Regions from separate parts of the Mus musculus genome. Here region 2 is linked to region 1. The links are chromatin contacts, called in public HiChIP or PLAC-seq maps. All regions are on one chromosome and are shown on one strand. The core of a region is the stretch at or near the end of the contact, and the rest is flanking DNA. Distances in the headings are between cores, read along the strand shown. Region 1 overlaps Gm31452 (a long non-coding RNA gene). Region 2 has its middle 7.2 kb from the start of Gm32090.

Region 1 (7,949 bases), core at 1,933-4,432:
CTTGATGGTTTCAGCATGGCATCGGCATGGCTTACCTGGACATTCGGTCCTCTTTTGTGCTTCTTGGCAAATGCAGGTTCCTGAAGAACTTGAGGGTGACTCTTAAGAGAGTCATATCATTGTGACCAAGTTTGTGTGTGTGTGTGTGACACTTCTATGCCACTTTCAGGACTAGCTGTGTGTGCTGTAGTTCTTGGACTTGGCCATGTCTGCATGGTACCCTGTGGCTCCCCAAGTGTCTGGGATGGAAGGGAAAGAGAAAGCCTTCTAGTCTCTTAAACATGTAGAAACACCATCCGCCAGGCGCATAGGCTTATGTCCACCCCATTCTCTTAGAAACTGGGGTGTAGCAGGATCGTTAACAGTGTTTATTTCCCTAGGCTTAATGTATTAATTAAAGATCATATTCTTTGGTTAGGGCCACTTGGTCAAATACCAAATAATATATTTGAGAGAAGACATGGCAACATGGGGTTCTAATAACATACTAAAAAAGTAAAACTGGCTTCTCTCGTCTATAAAATCAGTCTACTGCGTTAGTACTTTAATTCAGGGACTCTAATGACTGATAAATGTACTCAGACACTATGCAAAAAAGTAACTACACTGTGGCGTAGAGTTACTCTGAAATGAATATATTGGTAATAATTATCATTAAGCATTTAACTAAGAGCAATTTTGCTGTTTTTTATTTTTTTGTTTTAGCTTAGAAAAACATTCTAAGTAGCATTTTAGAAGGCTTGGATTTCTTTAAAACATCTGTCTGGGGGAAATTCGGGCTAATTTCTCATTTATTCTCATCTTGTAAAAAATCCCATTAGTAAGCAAGTGCATTCAAAACTATCCCATTGATCTTATAACTGTGTTTTATAAAAATATCCTGGAGGGGTTCCCTTTTGTCCCACGGGCTGAGTGCAGCTGCGAGTAGTTCAGTGGGGGGACTGGGAAGTTAGGGACAGGCCCATGGTCCACTCCCCAGCCTGTACTTCAATAGTACAGGGGACATGGGGAAGGGTCTGGCTTGTCTATTATGCTCTGACCCTGTGCCTTGGGAACACATTGTGAGACGTGCAGACAGCCGGGAATCTATTTAAGACTATTGCGGAAGTTAATAGTCATAAAACGTTCATTTGATGACAAAAACCACAGTTGGCCACTGTTATAAAAGGCTGTTGGTAATACTCCCTGTAAAGTTACTCTCTCCAAATTTAACCTCACTTTGTTTTTCTGTTTCCTGAGGACCTTCTGGCCATACCAGCTCAATGCCGTGATAAGGACACAAGTACATAGTGATATTTTGGGTGGAGAACAGGTCAAGTTTCCTGCTATAGTTATATTTTCCTTAACAGTTTTTTTTGGGGGTGAAGGGGCACTGCTGGAGACAAAATCAAGGCAAGCACTGTACCTCCCAACTGTGCCCCGATGCCCACAGACTTTCTATCAACTCACAGAGCATCTGAACACAGCCTCTTTCCCCATCTCTTCCATCTGCTTGTCTGTTCGCCTCTTACCCCTTCGCCAGTCTTGGAGAGAAATCTGACTCTTCCAAGTGCAGCAGTATGTGGAGTACTTAGCGTATGTCGGGCATTATGTTCTCCATATCTGTAGGTCATTACATTGACTCCCTATGTGAGGGAAAGATTCTCGGTCTCTTTTCCAGGGAAGCAAGCTAAGGTGCCGTGTGGTCCGTTAACACTTAACAGCATGCACGGATATTAAATGGCAAGCTGAGATTCTATAACAAGTCTGTCCCACGTGGTGTTCATGCTCCTAACCACTGCACGGGACAGTCTTGTCCTGGTCTGTCCTTGGACGAGAGATCCTTGTTTATGGTGTCCTATGAGGCACCCATAGTTTTGATATGTGTCACTTCCTCGTGGAATTTATGCTTGAGATCTCACAAAATATCCTCTGTATTCAGATGATATTCTCAAAAACAAATATATCTTCATATCTTTGTTATACATATATTTTTTCCCTTAATGTATATATATGTATACCATGTGCATGGCTGGTACCTGTGGAAGTCAGAAAAAGGCTCCCTAGGTACTGGAATTACAGATAGCTGTGAGCCACTCTGTGGATGCTGGGAACTAAATCTGGGTCTTCTGCCAGAGCAAATGCTTTCAACCACTGAGCCATCTCCCCAGCCTCTCACATCCAATTTTACTGGGTATTACTCTGCACAAGAAAGTCCGCTTGAAACCAGGGATTTCCAGAGAGATAAAAGCCTCAAAGAACAATGTTCCGATATGGCTTGCCACTGAAATGGGAAACTCTTTGGTTCCTTCCCTTCTATTATCAGTTGGGGTTTGGCCTCTGGGTGCCTCAGAAATGCTCCCTCCTTTAGACTCCAAGGGAGTGGCAGCCCAGCCTCATTCTGCTCATAGCAGGCTCCCTCTTGGTAATGTTCCCTCCCCTTGCCAGGACCAAGGGTGGACAGCTGTGGGGCTGTTCTGGGTAGAGTCTTGCATGTGCACAGGCAGGACTTGCATGTGTGCAGACAGAACTTGCTCTCATCCTCTATGTCAAACCCATTGTCCGAATTCCTTAGCTAGACTTTGGGTGGTGGTGGTGGTGGTGGGATCAGACATTCTGTACCCTGAAATGGGGAGTGGTTTTGAAAAGTGTCCTCAATGATTACACGAGAGCAAACTTCCAACAGTAACTTCTTTCAGTCTGTGTATTGCAGAGAACTTTCTTCTTTGCACACACTGTTCATCTTATTAGTATTCAAAGTGCTCTGACTTTCCAGGATCATTCATTAGAGACTTAGTGTCTAAATGCATAGAAGTCTACAAAGCGTCAGTGAGAAGGAGGCAAGACATGCCAACTCTGCTTTGTTTTTCTGTTTCCTTGTATCAGATCCTGTTTTCACCAGATGAGGTGGCACATGCCTTTGATCCTAGCACTTGGATGAGGCAGAGGCAGGCCCATCTCTGTGAGTTCAAGGTCAGCCTGGTCTACAAAGTGAGTTTCAGGACAGTTAGGACCATTACACAGAGAAATCCTGTTTTGGACAAACAAAACAAAACAAAACAAAACAAAACAAATCAGATCCTATTCTCCATTCTGCTCTTTCTAACACCTGCTTCTCTTTGTTTTTCACCGCGTACTGTGTATGGTTCTAGCTGGGAGTCCTTTTAAGCTGTACACAGTGATAACAGGATCTAGTGTGCATCCTGTGGAACAGTTGCGAGCACAGGATGTGGGCAAATGTGTTCCCTGTCCTGGTGTGAAGCGCATGGGGTACTCAGCGATGCTGAACTGGGAGCGCTGCTGTGAGATACGTGACACTCTCCAGTGAACCAGAAAGGCTGGCGTGAGATCATTTCCTTATGAGAACCTCCGAGAACCATGCCGTGGTGACTCCCCAACCAGTTCTTTCCTCTAGTGAAGTCAAAACTTCCCGTTCAAGAATTCAAAGAAAGGTTATTAAGTATACTATTCTGCAAATCGCTCCATACTCAAATAAATTGGGACAATGGTGGAGTTAAATGAAGCTAAGTGGTTTTCTTAGTGGCAGCTGCATAGAGCCTTTAAGACCGAGTGTCCATTTTAATTGTTCACAAAGCGGTCTGTCGTGTGCGGCATTTCCTAGGTATTTGACCACAGACTGCATTTCTTTTGGTCATAGTAAGTCTATTAATAGCTGCGAGTACAGCGCGCCAACAGTTGCACTTCAGGAACACTGGAAATCTTTGTCGAATGCTTTGAAGGCTCTTGTCAAAAATACATGTATTACCCAGGAAGGAATGCAACTGACCACCATTATCCAAGAATAAACTGGCTGAACTCAGCTGCCTAGTCTACATGGCAAGACCTGAGGACAGCTTCTAGCAACTTTTGCTCTGAGTGTGAACTCCGGTTCTGCCATTACTATGTTCCTGTGGCTAATTATGACCCCACTCCTCCCCTTTCTGGCTCTGTAACTTGTGAGTCTCACAGGGTTGGGGGTGGGGCTCATAGCTGACACAGCCCTCCAGCAAGACACTGTACAAAGCCCTGCCAGTTGCAGACATTCTCCAGTTTAAAACGAAAAAAGTTTCCTTCCAACCTAACTGACACTAATCCTGACCTACATCTTCTCGTGGCTTTGTCAGTGCTGAAAAATGTGACTGTAATCAAATACAGGTGCTAAAATACAGGGCAGGGTGTGAGTCAGAGATGGAAGTGAAAAACCACAATGTTTAAGGTTATTGTAGGATAACATTTCTGGGCAGTTTCTCTCTCTCTCTCTCTCTCTCTCTCTCTCTCTCTCTCTCTCTCTCCTTCCCTGTATGTGTGTGTCTACCTGTGTGTATGTACCTGTGTTTCTCCCTGTGTGCATGTCTACCTGGGTGTGTACCTGTGTGTGTGTGTGTGTGTGTGTGTGTACCTGTGGGTACACAGAGGTCAATGTCCTGCGTCTTCCCCACCTTGGCTTTGGAGATAGAATTTCTCAGTGAACTCAACACTCACAGGTTGATTGGCAAGCCCTGGGGACCAACACCCACCTCCCCTGTGCTAGAGTTACAGCCTTGTTCCAACATGCCTGCCTCTACTTAACTTCATGGTTCAGAAGCATACACTTTATGAATGGACCCATCTTCCCCAATTGGGCAGTTTAAAAAAGGCAGAATCTTCAATGGACCGTAAGTTACAATGACAAGCCATCAGGGCGTCCCTTGGGGCTCTTTGTCATGCAGCAAAGAGCTTAGCAACCTTCTGAACGATAAGTCAGAATCGAGGTCTTTAAGATCATTTGGGTGCTGGTCTTAAAAAGCACTTTCATGCATCTTATCCAAAACTTGGCTTCCCCACAAAGCTTTTGTACTCTAGAGCACTGTTCAGTTTATATAAAGTACACAGAGCTTCCCTCACACCTGCCCTCTCTTCCCAGTTCCTCCATTACCGTCTCCTGTAAGTGTGGGAGACTTGTTATAATCCATGAGCCTAGGTTGATACGTTTTAGATAAAAACCCATTGCCCGTAATTGGGAAGGGGGTGTAGACACATGGAGTGGGAAAAACAGGGTAATAGTGGGAAAATATGATTAAAATAAATTATATATGTATGTGAAACTATTGTAATGAAACAGATTATTATGTTTAATTAACATGTGCTTGAAATCCATAGTCTGCATTAATGTTTGCTCCTCTGTATGGGTCTTGACAGATGTGCATATCAGCGTCCACCATTGTAGTATCATCTGGAATGTTTTCCTTGCCCCACATACTCGGTACTTCACCTATTTATCCATCTCTGAACTGGGATCCACTGATCCTCCTTCCATGGCTGTAGTTTTCCGTTGCCATGATATCATGAAATTGGCCAACTTGACTTTGATCCTTATGACAGGCCTATAGCTAGACAAGTTTCCCTGACTTTGTGATAGTGGAGATGGAGGCAGGGAGCCAAAGTGCTGTCTTGTCTGTCCCACAGAAGAAAGCGCCCCGAGCTAGGTAGATGCTAGCTAACACTGTGAGCATCCGGCCAGTCTCAGAAAGGAACCGATTGTCAAGGACACCAATGATTAGCTTATAGGAACCCTCTGGTCCTGGCACGGCACCTTCTGATGGCAGCTAGGAGGATGACTGCGCATCTTCAAAGGAAGCGAGATGCATGATGTGGGCCAGGTGAGGTCCAGGGATGATGTCAGAGATGATGGGTTTGGTGCCCTGTAATTAAGTCCCTGCCTGACTCAAAGGGCTTCACTGAGTCATCCTATTTGTCCTCTCTGCTGCTATTTATGGGATTCCCAGTTGCTGACATTTTGGTCACACAACCAGCCTTGCCTGAAGCAACGTCGCACTCCTGGGGTGTTGAGAATAAATAGGGTGACAGGTGGTATGGGAGAGTCAGCTTTAAGAATATATTAGTAGCTGGTTCTTTTTTTTTTTTTAACCCCACATGCTTAAAATACAAGTACCCTAAAAGAAAATCCTAGAATCTTTTAGTGGAGAGCTTCAGGCTGTTAAGACTTCCCGGGAGGTGGTGAGGCAGAGGCTCTGCTCAGCATTATTGAAAATTCTGGAAATGAGGGGACAACGACTCAAAAGCCAGATGGAGTGGCTTATTTGTGGTTAAAACCAGATAACAACGGCCTCCTCAGAAGCCATGCTTCTCTGAGTATATTTCTCACTAGAAGGCGATAACAGCAAACCTCTCAGAGGTCAAGGCAAGTAATAAGTATAGCCCAAGCGAAAGGCATGATTCAAGAAAGATGAACGAAGGCGTTGGAAGCCCTGAGGGAAACACCCCAGAGCCAGCAATGGTGGGAGCCTTTGACAAGCTCAGGCCTACAGAGCTGAGGAAACGGACAGCTACCAGGACCTGCAGAGGACTAGTTACAGAAGCCTGCTTGACTCTGATGTGGTCTTAGGTACAGGGGAGGCATCCATTGGTCACCCACTGGGACAGACAGGGTGGGGATGATAACACCCAATTTCTTTTTTTCTCCCATTCTCTCATTTATAGCTGATGCTTCCATGGGCTCAAACTCAAGACCAAAACGACACAAAACAACAAAACACCAGAGCCCAAGAAAACTCATATGACGGTTTCCAGTAAGGTCAGTATTTTAGACAGTAGGGTCAGCAGGGTAGAGAAGAGTCTTAAGGCCACACAACAAATGTCTTCAATGCTCAGGAAATGGATTGTGTTACTACATTAGGTTTAGATGATGCCTGAAGATCTTGTTGGAATTTTTCTATTAAAATGATTTTTCATGAGATAATTAATATTGTGATAAAATATGTTGAGCACACAGCTTTAAATTCATACAACAGTGAACATTTGGAAGCGTCCTTTTATGGTGTGTCTTTCCTCACTCTCCTGTAGAAAATTATTCCCAGGAGGCAAGACAAAGATGGCCAGTGTGAATGTTGGGTGCATAGTCACAGAGCTTAATGACAGGGATATGTCCTTAGATCTCATTATTGTGCAAACATCATGGAATATACATACACAAACCAAGATGGCTTCAGTCTTACCAGGCAATATAGTCTTATCAGACCACTGGTGTGTATGTGGTCTGTCACTGATTAAAACCAATAGTTAGTTAGTGTGTGCCTGAATCTAAGGGAAAGGCCAACTTTCAAGGTTGGCTTGCTTTCATTTAGATGAGTTTAATTGAAAGTGTGGAGGCCAATACAGCTGAGCAGTATACGTTATTAGTCTCTCTCTCTCTAGCTTTGGCACAGAGCAACCCTATGGGACATAGTTGTCTGGATTACTTTTCAAGGCTTGAAGGTTGCTTTTGTTGGAACCACTGACTTCATTAGGGTTTGCGCAGGTGTCTTTCGATGTTAGCAGATCCAAAGCTCCCGTCCTCAGATCGTGTCATGAAGTTTCATTTGTGTACTCAGATTCTTGATGGCTTTACCTCTCTCCAGTCACCTTTCTGTGCCTGAAGCCACCTTACTTCTTCATCCTAGTGCTATCTTAAATGCTATCCTTAGGAAGACAGGTTGAGTCTTGCCCTTCTATGGGCGCTGGGCTGCTTGTGAATAAACTTTCCTTTTTGTGTTGTGAAACTTGTCCTTAAGTCGGTGACTAGCATAGTACACGGTACACAAAACTGCTGGTTTGATAAGAACTGCATGTGGAAAACAACGTTTAAAAAACCATTGACTGCAAAGATGATCAGTGGTTAAGAACACTTGCTGCTGTTACAGAGAACCCAGACTAATTTGGTTCCCAGCTCCCACATGCTATCTCAGAATCATCTGTAATTCCGAGATTCATGGGATCCATGAATCTTCTGGTCTCTGGCTACAGCATGCACAAGGTGCACATACAAGCATGTAGGCAAAAACACTCATATACACAAAATAAAGAGAAATATTTAGGGCTGGTGAGATGGCTCAGCGGGTAAGAGCACTGACTGCTCTTCTGCAGGTCCTGAGTTCAAATCCCAGCAACCATCCCATGGTGGCTCACAACCACCCATAATGAGATCTGATGCC
Region 2 (7,949 bases), core at 2,378-4,877, 530 kb after region 1:
CCAGTGAGGTAGCATCAGAACAGAGTAGGGTGATCACTCTATCTCTCTGCTCTGAATCAAGGGAAAAGATGTAGGAAGAAAAAAAAGAAGAGTGCGATAAAAAGGAATAGAAGAGGTAGAGAGATGCACGGCAGCAGAGAGGACCATAGATGCAGAAGGGGAAAGTGCCAGGTTCCCATTCCCTGCTTGTGAACTAAAATCACCACAGGATTTCTCAGCAGTCATGCTAACTCTCCTGGCTCATGAACTTCTCCGGAGCCCAGAGGAACAGAGACAGCACTGTGTATGCCGAAGGGTTCTGAATATAACAAGGCTTCACCCCTTCCTGTTGTGGCCAAAGAAAAAGTGCTTCTTTCCCAAAACCCTACCCAAAGACTCAGAGCACCACGACCTTAAAGAGAGCGTAGTCATGAACTGATTTCCATCAAGGAAGACCAAGGAGCAGGGAGAGTCAAGAATGGGCCCTTATCCCACAGCTTAGATACAAGGTCAGGAGCTTGAAAAGTGCTATTTTAGCAGGAAACGAAAGTCAAGGACAGGATGTGCCCTTGAGTGGAGTATATGCAAATTTTAAAAAACAGCCTGAACAGCATCCGCACCCCGTCCCCTTGGTGATCCAGTATTTATGCATATTTACTTTGCAGCAGGACCTGAAGGCTACAACCACCCCTGTCCAAGTTGTGGTTCGTCAGCACAGGCACATGGTGCTCTCCTCTAAGACTCGAATTTTACCTCAGCATGAGAGAAGACATTTCTTCAGTGCTCATTTCTGAGTTACCTTATTCAACTGCCCAGCAACTCCTCTACCAAACAGGCCTGGCCAGGGTGAACCTGGCCACTTGAGGGAGCCAGGGAGGGACGAGGGCTGACCATTCGACCAGGATGGCCAGCTGCCACAGACATCTCCCTACTCCAGCCCAGACACAGCCCAGCCTCAGAGAGTTTGCCAGTCCAGAGACAAACCTCCAACCATCACTGCCCAGTGTCTTGGGAAACTCTCTCTCTTTTTTTTCTTTATCAAGTTTGGATAGAAAACAAAACAATTAATTTAGAAAGCAGCCCACAAGAATCTAAACATTATTTATGTCTCTAATTATTTCATTCTAGTGGGTATTTTAGTCCCTGTCTGGTCAGGACATTAATTATCTTCATAACTATGGCAAAAGTTAAATAATAAGCACCCACGGCTACAGCACTATGGTAATATGCAAGCTTAAATGAACTTATAAATTTTACTAATGGGTGCTTTATACAACTCCATATATTATAAATCAAACAAGGAACCTATTTCTATCTTTTAAGGGTATGGTGAAAAGGCTTTAACATTATTGAGGATAATTTTTATTAAGTTTAAAACTCTCTCTTTTTTCAGTAATGAGACTGTTATGAGGATAATTTAATCTAGTTTGTCATGAGGCACCCCGGCTTGTTAAATAAGTTAATAAATGACTGTGCATTAATCAAAGTGACAAAGCTATGAAGAGCTAGGGATGGGAGACAATTCTGGTGATAGTATTAATTAGTATTTAATTAGAAACTTAGGTCCCATAAATAAAAAAAAATCATGGTAGAGACATTTATGCAAATTGCTTGGAGCCTGCAGTGGAGTTCTCTGCTCTCAAGAAACACGATTTTTTTTTTCATAACATACTGTACACAGAAGCCCTGTGGCCACATCACGTGGCTTGAATGAGCTCTTCTTTTGTTTCCAATTTGTTCCAATTACAGGCCTGTAAATTCAAATCATTCTTTGGACTGTCCTGATTGAAATGTGGACTTTCCACAGTTTCTGTTGGGAGTTCTCTCCTTCTTTCTTTTACAACAAAAAAAGGAGAAGAAATCAAAAAAGGGGGGGGAAAAAGAGTTTCAGATTCTCCTTTTGCTCTGTTAATTAAGACGTGAGCCACCATTTTCAAAGGACAATTATGGATTGCGTTTGTGTTCGCGCAGTGCCTCTGTTTCTAAGGCTGGCGAGATGTACCTGGGTTTGTTCTATGATCTCATACTGAACACCACGCAGACTTGCTTGCCATCATTTTTTATGATAACCATAACACTTCTACATTTCCTCTCAATAACGCATTTTTGATAAATGGGCAATTTTGATGGCCCAAAAGCATAATAAGCATTTGCTTCTGAATGCCCCCACTCTGCTAAGGTATGGTTCCCCCTCCCCTTCACCCTTTAATATTTGTTGCATTTATTCAAGAAAGGTTATCCTCAGTAAAACTGCTTTTTCTATTCAACAGTCTATCTCTGTCATGGTTCATTTATGTGAAAGCGTGACAGACTGAAACCCGTATTATCCACAGCTGACAAGTGTCAGGGCGACAGTTCAATCAGCCCTTCCTTGAGATGATGCTCACGGCCCTGTGTTTGAAGTAGGACAATAAAGCAAGAGACACAATCGGGGCCAAACTGATCCAGACCCTGTATGTAAAAGGGATCCTACCTAATAACACAGTGCCGATTTTTTTTTCTCCTCTCCAAACACATTAGTCCTTAAACAGTAACTTGGCCCTTAAGAAAATCTGTGACTGACATGAAAATGCTAAGTTTTAACGTGGTTGGTTTATCTGTAACCTCACGGGGCTGCTTCTTTGTGCAGAGTGGTTTTGTCAAAGTCAGAAAAATAATGTATTCAGTGTCTGATCATTGGGGGGGGGGGGGAGCTGTTTGAATGGGATTTTAAGTCAGGCATCCTGATGTTGACACGGGGGATCATTTTCTTGTCCTCTTGTTTTACATTTGTGGAACAGATCATTTGCATCGGCTAATAAAATTAAAGAGAAAAAAAAAAGCATACAAAAGCCGGCTCCCTCCTGCAGCAACCCTTCATCTCTTCCACCAGCCAGGGAAACAGAGTTGCCAAGCCTGTTTCTTTATGTGAAGTTTCTCTAGGACACAGACTGTAATGCAAATAGATACGCAAGCGTAATTCCTCTGCAGCCTGGGTAGCACTTAAACACGAGCGCATATTGAAGCATTTCTGTACAATCAACAGCATGGCCAAAGCCGAGGAAATGCTGCTAACACTCCTTGCAGGGACTGGGGCACAGTAGGCCTTGCTCTCCGGAAGATTCTAGGTCACTGCCAGGCAATGGCAGCGTAGAAGGGAAGGGTGTTCGCCTCCTTAGAAGGAGTCAGAACACTTGAATGCCTTTAATAGGGAAAGAGTCAAAGACCCTCTTCAAGCATCATAAACTCTGTGCGCCAGAAGGTACCACAGGGAACGTCAGATCCAACCCCTGTTCTCTATGGATGGAGCCCAGGCACATTCTGTGACTTCCGTGGTCAGCTTAAAGCTTAACAGCAGACGACTCGGTTTTGTTTCTCTTCCGTCTGGCTTTAGCAGGCAGAGCCAAGTTCGTGGGGGAAAGGTTTGATCAAAAGGAGAATCCAGGTCAGATGGTGAGTAATGGTGGTCTGGAGCTACCAAACGTGACAGGCCGATTCTCTCTTGGGCAGTTTTAGCAGTGTGCGCTGTGTGTTGCTTAATCTGTCCACCCACGCTGCTCTGTCCCTGCTCATCTGTTTACCCACATTCTCTGCCGCTCTCTGCCCTGCCCACCACATCACTCAGACTCTCTGGGTTATCAGCTGCCAGGGCAAGGCAGATGTGGTCAGCCAGGCCCTCCTCCTTTGTTCCTCTCTTGAGTCCCCATCTATGGGGTGGCTGACTCCTCCCAGAACTCTGCTTATACTGAGTGATTGTAGCCCCAGTCACAAGCCCCAGTCTCCCAGTGTCCTCCTGTGACCCTACAGTCATAGGCTTTCATACCGTCACTTAGTTGCTATAACTAAGTCTGCCACCCCACCCCTACCCCTGTCTGTTCACACTATTCTGCCCAGACTTCTGAAGGAGCTCCCCTTGTTTAAGTCTCATTCTGAGCTCAGGGGAGTCCCATTTCCTATTAGGACCCACACAGAACAATGACTCGCAGGACTCTTAAATGGATGTCCTACAACTAGTCCCGTGCTGTTAACATATTTTGAATTCCCTTGGAGAATCCGGTGAAAGCTATAGGCTCTTATCCCAGAACAAAATCGGTGGCACGCATACATGAAGTGACAGGAAGTTCTCAGGTTCCTCAAGGCGCTCTCCATATCCCCTAGGGTGCCCCCAGACTACCAATATCTCCGCTCAATGAATCTTCTAGGAGCCATCTAGCAAAGCTCCATTTGATCGCGGCATGCTTCTCCCATGGCGCTTATAGTGGAATATCCCACAGAGAACATGAGGCCAGGCCTCTCACCACAGCATGTCAGACTTCATTGACAGGGTCCCGCTAACAAAAGAGCCAAAGAGAGGGAATTTAATGCAGGGGAGTTGCTGCAGGGGGAGGTGAAAGGGCAAAGGGGAGGGAAAGGCAATCCAGAGATTAGCACCAGCAGGAAGCCAGTGGCAGGGACAAAGGGGAGAGGTGAGGTCATTGGTACCCAGGAGTCAGGGCCTCCCGGAGAGCCTCAAGAAGACCACCTGGCCCCTGCAAGAGATGTTGTCCAAAGCAGAAAGACTGTCTGGTGGTTTTCCTCCCATTGATCTCCATTCCCTCATACACCACACTCTTCAGAAGTTGGGGGCTGGGGGGTGGGGGGGCGGGGAATGAGAAAGCAAAGGACTGATCTGAGCCTGAACAGGAAAATGATTCCCACAAAGCCTTCATGACCTGACTACCCCTTCCTATGGAACTCTGGCCCCTGGAACCTGGGTTGTTCTGGAAGATTCAGTCTCCTCATATCTTCAGGGTACCAACTATCTGCCAGGCTAGTTCCGAGAGAACAGAGCTGGAGAACGCTACCCAAGAGTTACAAATAATATCAAATAAAAGCAGCAAGATTAGAACAGAGGACGAAAGACTCATTTCCAGGCTTGCAGGGCAGTGTGATAGCTCAGGCAACATGAGGTCAGGAGCTGATGACAAGAATAATCAGAGAAACTTCCATGGCTTCCCCCAGAGACTTGTGATAATGAAACCTAAAGGTTTTGAAACCCAGGGCTGGATACACAGGGGCAGATACACTGATAACTGAGGTTGTACACAGGAATCCTCTAGGAAGCTTTGTGTGTGTGTGTGTGGGGGGGGGGTGATAAGATACAGGGTCCTACCCAGTGACACACTTGAGTCCATACTTAAACCACAAAAGATGGTTGTTGGTTAAACACAGCCACTATGTATATGGGTTATATGTGCTAAAATTAAAATGCTTACTAAAAATATAGTGAAGAAACATTTTTTTAAAAACCACCCCCTCATAGTAACTGAATGGATCTTATGCTTTTGAGGTGGTTGGCTGCCTGAAACTATGGGGACTCTATGTTATAATGTGTTGTTCTTCCTGACTCGGAGTACAGCCTCACTACAGTGAGAGCTTATAGAACACGTGCATCACACAAATTAGCCAGCACAGGGCTTGATTTAGTGTGTGTTGAGTGTGCACATCAGAGGTCAGCAAACCACTGCACATGCACCAAGACTAGGCAAGCATCAGCTTTGTGTGACAGATGAAGAGAAAGGAAAGCAGGGGAGGGGAGGGAAGGGAAAGGAAGGGGAGGCAGGGGAGGGGAGAGGAGAGGAGGGGAGGGAAGGAAAGGGAAGGGAAGAAAAGGGAAGAGAAGGGGAGAAAAGGTGAAAGGATGGGAAGGGAAGGGAAGGGAAGGGAAGGGAAGGGAAGGGAAGGGAAAGGGGAAGGGAAAGGGGAATGGAAGGGGGAAGGGAAGGGAAAGGGGAAGGGAAGGGAAGGGAAATGGACAGGGAAAGAAACTGACACATCTGTCAATCACAAACATGAAGGTGCATAAAGATTTATAATATAGCACTTTATTAACTTTGTTGGCCTCTGGTCTAGACTTACAGAAAGGTTAGTAGTACAAATTAAAATGTGTCACGCTTGTGATGGTTGTGATGCACTGTGAATACCACAGACAATGAGGGAAGGCTCTTCTGTTGCCAGCAACTTTTCTGTGACCCAACTGACCAAGAAAGCTGTCCATCACTAAAGAGCGAGTGGAGACCCAGCTCCACTGCTTCTCCCATGGCATTCACTGATGCTGATGGAAAATACCAACCGACATCCATGTTAGGACTATTCTTGTAGATGGGAATGGAACTTGGAGAGCAGCCAAGTGTTTATCTGTAGATAGGACTTGTCAGATCGTGACCGGGTGAACGGTAGACTCAAGTGTCCTGCAGAACCCAAGGAGAACATTAGCCGCTGGTCTCATCAGGGTATGAATAGGATGCTGCCCATCCCTCCTATTAGCAGATCGTGCACACATGAGCACCTTTGCTTCCCCGGAAATCCAGTTACTCATACCAGAATCCAGTTTTATTGATCTAGGGTGTGGTTCGGCGTGTTTTAACTTCTCTTACACTATTCTAATATGTGACCGTATTCCAAATCCCTCAGTAGCAAACAGTCAAAAAGCAGGGAGAGAACACCTCTAAGAACCTGTCGCCTTTACAAGGGGGTGTGTAGTGCAGTGGGAATTGTGCTTTCCAGGTAGTGCACCAAGCCTTGGCTTGGACCCCCAGCACCACACAAATGGGTGTGGCGGGCGGCACACACCCGTTATCCAGAACTCCAGAAGTGCAGGAGGCTCTGAGGCTTAAGGTCATCATCGGGAAGGAAGACACTTCAAAGTCTGCACAAAGTGCACTGAACAAGAGCATAGGTGGAGTATGTCACATACCTCCTGACGTGTCCCTCCTCTCTCAGAGGAAACTTCTCCTAGAGTACTGTGTGTGTGTGTGTGTGTGTGTGTGTGTGTGTGTGTGTGTGTGTGTGTGTGTGTCCTTCTAGAGCCCTGCTATTGATTTCTCCCCAAAGAGACTCCCACAGTAATTCCACTTAGGGAACCCTCTCCTCCCCCTACTGCCTGTCTAAATCATACCCACTCAAATTCCAGATCAGACAGCCCCTCTCCTATAAGAACTCTCTACCCTTAAAATTTTTTTTGGTTGTGAGCCTAGCCTTTAACAGCTGAGCAACAAAACACATGAAACTCAAGAAGAACGAAGACCAAAATGTGGACACTTTGCCCCTTCTTAGAATTGGGAACAAAACACCCATGGAAGGAGTTACAGAGACAGTTTGGAGCTGAGATGAAAGGATGGACCATCTAAAGACTGCCATATCCGGGGATCCACCCCATAATCAGCCTCTAAACACTGACACCATTGCACACACTAGCAAGATTTTGCTGAAAGGACCCAGATATAGCTGTCTCTTGTGGGGCCTAGCAAACACAGAAGTAGATGCTTACAGTCAGCTATTGGATGGATCACAGGGCCCCCAATGGAGGAGCTAGAGAAAGTACCCAAGGAGCTAAAGGGGTCTGCAACCCTATAGGTGGAACAACAATATGAACTAACCAGTACCCCGGAGCTCTTGACTCTAGCTGCATATGTATCAGAAGATGGCCTATTCAGCCATCATTGGAAAGAGAGGCCCATCGGTCTTGCAAACTTTATATGCCTCAGTACAGGGGAACGCCAGGGCCAAGAAGTGGGAGTGGGTGGGTAGGGGAGTGGGGGGGGGGAGGGTATGGGGGACTTTTGGGACAGCATTGGAAATGTAAATGAAGAAAATACCTAATTTTAAAAAAGATTAAAAAAAAAAAACTCTCTACCCATCACATTTCCCACTCCAGAGCCTGCTTGACCCCTTTCTAACAAAATGTTTCTTATTTAGCTACCCTAAGTCCTCTTTTGAGGACTCTCTGTTAGGCAGCTGTGGCAGACGTGGTAGTTTTGACTATTGAATCCTAAGCCAAAGCTAACTGAGGGCATGGATCAAAGCTGTTTTCCCCCTGATGGACTTGTCAGATGTGATGAAGGCACACCAGTTCCACTGACTGATACCCTGCAGCCATCATTTCAAGAGCAGGAGGTACCCAGTCGGCGTGCAGAGGATGGAAGGCACACAGAAAAAGGGAAGGAGCTGGG

The links. HiChIP or PLAC-seq counts read pairs in DNA pulled down with a chosen protein or histone mark.
Region 2: an H3K4me3 HiChIP or PLAC-seq map of bone marrow-derived macrophages shows a contact between it and region 1, with 3 times the contacts expected there. The contact joins two enhancer-like sites. A contact is called at or near these places in 2 of 115 datasets of contacts at active chromatin or transcription factors (astrocytes and bone marrow-derived macrophages) and 1 of 9 other capture datasets (embryonic stem cells).

Annotation. Positions count from the first base shown.
Region 1 is chr13:107,091,444-107,099,392 of GRCm38.p6, forward strand. Gm31452 (a long non-coding RNA gene) reads left to right here. Exons shown (of 5, transcript XR_001781044.2): 4 at 6,460-6,553. Among named protein-coding and RNA genes, the nearest start is that of Gm41051, 26 kb to the right of the region's middle. Within about 2 kb of position 3,183, at least 137 of the 459 cell types and tissues checked have an H3K27ac peak or open chromatin away from gene starts, as enhancers often do. A contact at or near this core is called in bone marrow-derived macrophages, where this site is marked.
Region 2 is chr13:107,616,109-107,624,057 of GRCm38.p6, forward strand. No RefSeq gene overlaps it. Among named protein-coding and RNA genes, the nearest start is that of Gm32090, 7.2 kb to the left of the region's middle. Within about 2 kb of position 3,628, at least 99 of the 459 cell types and tissues checked have an H3K27ac peak or open chromatin away from gene starts, as enhancers often do. A contact at or near this core is called in bone marrow-derived macrophages, where this site is marked.